Regions from separate parts of the Pelodiscus sinensis genome. Here region 1 is linked to region 2. Evidence: chromatin contacts called from public Hi-C data. All regions are on one chromosome and are shown on one strand. Each heading gives the region's core, a stretch centred on a gene start, on an enhancer-like site or on the middle of the called end of the contact. The rest is flanking DNA. Distances are from core to core; before and after follow the strand shown. Region 1 holds the start of SMURF1 (SMAD specific E3 ubiquitin protein ligase 1). Region 2 holds the start of RNF216 (ring finger protein 216).

What was found. A called contact is a pair of places that touch in the nucleus more often than the background predicts.
Region 1: a contact with region 2 is called in a Hi-C map of an unstated tissue, with 5 times the contacts expected there. The contact joins the promoter of SMURF1 here to the promoter of RNF216 in region 2. A contact is called at or near these places in 3 of 5 Hi-C or Micro-C datasets (blood, liver and an unstated tissue).

Annotation. Positions count from the first base shown.
Region 1 is chr16:31,802,760-31,805,880 of ASM4963464v1, reverse strand. It overlaps SMURF1 (SMAD specific E3 ubiquitin protein ligase 1), which reads left to right and starts at 1,574. Exons shown (of 18, transcript XM_075899677.1): 1 at 1,574-1,782. The coding sequence starts at 1,728.
Region 2 is chr16:31,673,770-31,677,005 of ASM4963464v1, reverse strand. It overlaps RNF216 (ring finger protein 216), which reads left to right and starts at 1,485. Exons shown (of 17, transcript XM_075899673.1): 1 at 1,485-1,619. LOC102458647 (urotensin-2 receptor-like) reads right to left here and starts at 1,539. Exons shown (of 3, transcript XR_012896189.1): 1 at 1,403-1,539.

The DNA of each region.
Region 1 (3,121 bases), core at 325-2,824, 130 kb before region 2:
CTCCAGAAGTAGATGTATTCTTTCTCCTCCCTCGCCTGTCCTTCACCAGCTCTTATAATTTTGGAAAAGGCAGCAATATCGATGTTAAACGGATTAAATTCACAAGCAATGATAGCTGTATGTTGCTCTAGTCGGTGCACTGTCTGAGTTGTCCACCAGGGTTCCAAAATTGAAAAGTTTCTTATATTTTTGACCACTAGAGTGGTAATCCTGCAGCTATCCAGTCAGGAGGGAAAAAGGCAAGACTATTTTTAGTGCACTTTTCTAGCCCTCTCCCTATGTGGGGTGAGCAGAATGAGTCTTAAAGAGGACTGCTCAGTCATAGGTGCAGCTGCCAAAATGCTCAACTTGCCTCTGTCCTCGAGCAAGAGGACAGAGTCGCACACCCACCGCCTGTGTGTCGATCTGTGACTAGGAACTTCTGGATCTCACTGTCCTGTTCTGATCGCCATTCGCTGATCGCCACTGGACTTTTGACTTGGTGCAGGTGTTGTTTTCCCACAAACTGGAAGATGCCAGTGTGGGACTTTTTTTTAAAGTGGGGAGACTGGTGCACAACAGTCATCACACTTTCCTTGACAGGGAGAGGTCTTGAAAACAATGGCACGGAGACCACCTTTTGGAGGTCTTCTATCTGCTGCTGCCTTCATCCACCTACCCAGCCGCTGTAACATTACACAACAGTTTCAACTCCATTGTGCAGTTATCCTCCGTCACCTCTGCCGTTGAAGACATCTTGGCTCACATGTTGTCTGGAACCTTGTTCTTTCTGTCATGGGTGATCCTAAGGGAGTACATGACTCCAGGCAGGGTCACTTTCGGGGGGTCACTGGAACATGCAAGCATCTCCACCACTACAAGGTGATGATCCATGGTGAGGAAGCAAGAATCATACCTGTAGGCCAGCAATTCACCCTTAAAAATACTCCCTTTCGCTTGTTTTATACCAGCTGCCTATTAAACGATCTATATCAGAGGTAACAGCCAAGCACCTCTTCACTGAAGGACAACAAGCCCAGCTAAAGATGACTACAGGGGGCCCAGTGAACATTGAACCCATAGCCTTTGCTTTACATAGTCCCTGCTCTAACCACTGAGCCCTACCTCAAACTAAGCCCTAGGCAATGGAGGGAGGGACACATGGAGTCCAGCGACTCAGTCCCAGGTGACAATGCCATGAACAGTACAATGTGGCTCAATGCCAGAGGACCCATGATGTGTGACCATGGGGGTGCAGGGCCGGGGACAGGAGGATGGGGCACTTGCTGCGCAGCCACAGCGGGCAGGGCGCAGCGCAGGCCTCAGTTTCCCTGTGGCCACCCTGAAGTTTCATCCCGGGGAAGAACCAACCTGCTCGCCTCTGGCTGCACTATTCATGCCCTCCGCGAGGGGGCGCTGCCCGTCCCGGGCCGGGCGCCGCCCGGCGACCTCCCCAAGATGGCGGCGGACTCAGGCCGCCGCGCTTTGCGTCACGCCGTCTTCTCGCGCAGGGAGGCGCGAGCCTGCGGTTGGGGGCGGCGCGTGCGCGCAGTCCTCGTCCGGGTCGGGCTGGGCGTCGAGCTCGCGAGCGGCGGCGGCTGAGACGCTGTGGCGGGGCCGCTGTGTGGGGCGGCGGCAGGAGCGGGGCAGCCCAGGCCGGGGCGGGGAGGGGCAGGGCCCGGATGGGGGTGACTGTGGAGGGCGGCTGATTTCTCTCCCCTCCCCCCCGCCCTTCTTCGCGGGGAGCGATGTCGAATCCAGGGACCCGAAGAAACGGCTCCAGCATCAAAATCCGGCTCACAGGTAGCGGAGGGGGGCGGGGCTTTCCCCCCGCGCGCGCCCACGCCTGGGCGGGGGGGGGGGGGGGGGTTGAGGCGCTGCGCACGGCAGAGAGGGGCTGGGTGGGCACGAGAGAGGGGCCAGGCCCCCCGCCCCCTGCGGGGTGCGCGGGACCGGTGGGGAGCGCAGGGGCGGGGGGGGGGGGCGTAGGATCTGGGGGGCTGGCCAAGGGTCGGCGCTCCTGGGGGCGGGGGCCCGGAAGGAGATGGGGATCAGAGCCCGAGGGGGGGGCTGGGTTTGTCTCCCTTCCCTAGTGGGGGGGCGGGGAGAGTGTTTGGGGGCTCGGTGGGGGCTCCCAACTCCGCAGCCCATGGGAGGCTCCGCCAAGGTGATTCTCTTCTCGGGCTGCAGCTGGGACCGAGGTCCTGGGGGCGCGAGGCTGTAGAGGGTCTTCTGCCTTCCCCCAGGGGGAAACATTGCGGCTGGGTTAAAGGCTTTTATCTCTGTGGTGTCGTTTTTGAGGAGGCTGCAGCTTGTTGAAATCCACAGTAATTCTAGGGGCTGAGTTAGAGAGAGCTGGGTAAAGTTGAGAATTTTTCTTTCCTTTTTCTCTTCCGCTTTATTTCTATCCAGACCCTGTTTCTTAGCAATCGTCCTTCAATTCTCACCACTTCCTCCTGCAGATTTCCTTACCCCACAATCTAGCATTTGTATTTCTTAAGCTTCTTTCTCCTGTTCCTGTTGTTTTTTTTTCCCAGTTGGGGTTGTCAAATGGGTGGTACATGAAGTCAGAAGTCCAGACACCACTGAACTGCTTTTTTGGCATTTTTCTTAAATCAGCTTTACGTGTCTCCCATTGTGTTTTGCATTTGCACGTTATTGGTCCCTTAACCCATGCATATGAGTGTCCTGGTGTATGCATGCCATAGGGCAATGGACAGCTCCTGCTAGGGAGTATCCCTCTTTGGCAGTCTCCAAATGTCCTGCCCGTTCATAGCATCTTTCCTCTCCGCTCCCCCCTTAAAAAAGTCTGGTTTTGCTAGATCTATTTAGAGAATTTATGTTTTCTGCATGTCAGTTTTTCTAGTGGTAAATCTGTCCCTGTCTTAATAGTTTATATTTTGTTAGCCCTGATTAATAATGAATTTGCTTTTTTCTGCAATGGCAAGGTTCACTTGCTGGAAAATATACATAAGGAAATAAATCAACTACCTGTTTGATCTCTTTCAGGCACTGTCATCTAATGTGCTTTCCTTAAGTAAATCACATAGTGCACTTTAAAATTTGTTTGGTCACAAGATGTGGTGGGTATATTATACCCTTACACGTTAAATATTGTTATACCCTTAAGGAGCTGAATTAA
Region 2 (3,236 bases), core at 236-2,735:
CACCTTGTATGGTCATGCAGATAGCAGGGTTTATTTCTTCCATACAGGTAAACGAGGGAAAACATTCTCTGTTCTTTTCATCTTAATTGAATCAGTTATATATATATTGGATTGAATATTAGTCATTTAGATACTATGGGTATGTGAGCTATAAAACTAGCTAAACAACTAGAAAGCTAATTCAGAATCACCTTGAGCCTGTAGAGTCAAAAGTTACCTAATAATTAAGGTTGCTTTTTTACTGTATTGTAGCAATGCCATTTGCTATTAACTTCTGTGATTAACATGTAATAATGTCTACTTTTATATAACACTTTCAGTAGATCACAAAGCTTTTTATAGTACTCAATATAATTGGTCACCTTTTATAGATAACAACTGTAGCACTGACAGGTGGAGTAGCTTGCTTAAGCTTGCCCTGGGAAGGCAATAGGACGGGACTGTAGGGAGCACAGCAGAGCCCAGAAGAGGGGGGCGGAGCTGAACTCTATTATTTTACTAGTGGATTGACCTTGTAGAAACTGACTGCTCTTTTTTTAATTTCAGTTTTATTTTCTTTGATTTTGTTACCTGACACCATCTTCAATTGTTTTAAAGCTACTGTAATTTTTCCCTATATGGTACTCTTCCAGTAAGCATGCAGTTAGATAGAAGTTTGTATTGTTTTCATGGGAGCTGATAGGATCACTTCTAGCCAGTCCAGTGTCTCAAGGGGATTAGCCCCTAATGTGATTACCACCAGTGTATGTGGTTGAAACAAAGGACTGGCGCGCACACACACAGCTGTAACCCATATTCAACTAGGAACTGAACCTCTGCTCTGTGGGGAGGAAGCTCACCCTTGTGCAAAGGGCTAGCAAGGGACCCCCTTGGGGCTGAAGTGATCATGGGCGACAGTCAGGGGTGGAAGCAGCCCGTTGCTGGATTCCTCCCACTGACCATTACTGTAGGTCAGGCAGTGGCCACCCTCCCCCCCTTGTATCTCAGGTGGATATAGCTGGGCCCTGCACTCGCCCTGTTCTGAGGGGGGCAGTTTATGGTACATCTGCAGGCCATTCAATGGCCCATGTTGGTCTCTTCACCATGTGGCCTCAGCACCAGATTGACCCTGGTGACAGGGGAGAAGTTCAGGGGAGGGGGTACCCCCTTTACAAATTACAATTTTGATGGGGCGCAGAAGGGCGGTGCAATGCTACCACCTATGCCTGGCCAGCCCAAAGCCCTGAGGCTGCCTGCCCTGCACCCTCTGGTCCTTATTACTAGTGCTCTAATCTCCCTCCCTCCATGGACCTGCCCCATCCCCGCAGAAGCTCCGCCTCTCCTCCCCCTCCCCCGCAGAAGCTCCACCCCCTTCCCCTCCCGGCAGCGGCTCCACCCCGCGCCGGAGCAGGCGGGTTCTCACCCGCGGAGCAGTAGGGGGCGCGGGAGGACCAGCCCGAGTCGTCTCTATGGTGCGCAACTGGCGACGGGCCCCTCCTGAGCGCCCTTCGCCGCTGCCCTTCCTCTCTATGGTCGGAGGGGCGGTCACGTGGCGCGGCGCGGCGCGGGCCGGAAGGAGCCTGCCTGGCCGCGGCGGCCAAATGAAGCGGGGGCCGGAGATGGCGGAGCGGCCCGGGCTGGTGAGTACCCCTCCCCCCCCCGGGCAGAGCCGCGCCCCCTAGGGCGTCCAGCCCCTCCCCCCGCGGAACCCCCGCCCCAGCCGTGGGGAGGGCGCCGGGGCTGGGCCCCAAGGGGGCGAGGCGGGGAACCCGGACTCCTGGGGTCGGTGCCCGGCCCTGCACCTGGCTCGCCCTGTGACCTTGGGCACGTCACAGCCCCGCCCCCCTCGCGCCCCTCCGGGCAGGGGCCGGGGGGCGTCGCCGTGGGGATGGGTCCTCTGGCCCGGGCGTCCCCGAAGCCGGCGCGTGGGGTGGGGGGAGGTGCTGCCTGTATAGCGCGCCTGTAACAGACGTGCCCCCCCCCCAGGGGCAGGACCTGCCCTTTCGCCTCAGAGCCCCGCGCTGTTCTGGCTGAGCCCCGGTTTGCTTCGGCGCAGCTGGTGAGCGCGGGCCGCCTGCCCCCCGTCGGGCCGCCTGCCCCGAGCTCCCAGCCCCCGTGTGTCGTTGTGTCCAGCCTCGCTCGGGCTAGGCCCTGCGGGCGTGTTGACTTGGAGAGCCGCTAGAACAGCCCCACGCCGGAGTCGGGTCCGGCCCAGCCCACAGAAGTACATGAAGTTCTGTCCTCCCCTTCTCGCCCCGCTTCCTGGGGGGGAAGGCAGGCTTCGGGCAGAGTAGGAAGCTTGAGGGATGAAAGGAGCTTCTACTGTGGAAAACACAACCTGGCTGCTCACCGAGGTTCTCATTTAAAGGGGACATGGGTTCAGATGCTAGCTCCATGCGTTGTGGAAGCGATGTGCCGGTGTGGTAAGAGCTCTGCCACTGTGGTAATCGATGATACAACGGTGAAAATGGTTGGTTTTGGCCTGTGCCTGTGGTTCTCAAACTTCATTCCACTGTGAAGCTCTTCTGACCACAGAAATCACTACATGGCTGTGTGTGTGTGTGGCTGAAGCCTAAGTCTCATCCTCACACCCTGCCTCTGTGGGATGAGGAGGAGCCTGAGCCCAACCCCCTGGGGTGGGGCAGGGGGGCAAGGGCAAAGCCCTAGTGCTTCAACCCCAGGTAGGGAGCCGTAACCTGACTGCTGTCACTCTGGGTTCCAGTTTTGGCCCCAGCGAGTCTAAGCCAGTCTTTGCAGCTCCATTAAAACAGGGTCTCAGCCCAGTTTGAGAAGCACTGTCCTATGTGAAGTTTTCTGCAGTTGCTGCCATTGGAGCTACACCTCTTGTAGACAGACTTTTGTTGGCACGGTCCAGGTTTAAAACAAAACAGTCATCTCAAGATAACATGAAGCTTTGTATTTTAAAGTCAGACCCTTCTTCAGTTAAAAGCAGTGAAAATTGGAAGTAGACTTGTATCTTATTTCCAGTGTCAATGGGGGAGAAAAAAAATTCAAAAACTGCATCTATAGTATGATATATCCAATCTAATATAGAGTATAAGCTTTTCAGGTTCAAACCTCTTATGTTGGTATTGCACTGAAGACACTGTGGGTGTTCCTGGAAAGTAGTAATATAGGTCTGCCAGCTTTACTACTGTGAGCCATCTTTCTTAAGAGTTCCATGGCAGATTTTACAAAAATGCTAATGAGAATTGGGCACTTATGTCATTTGTGCCTTTTAAAAATTTCCACCTTAA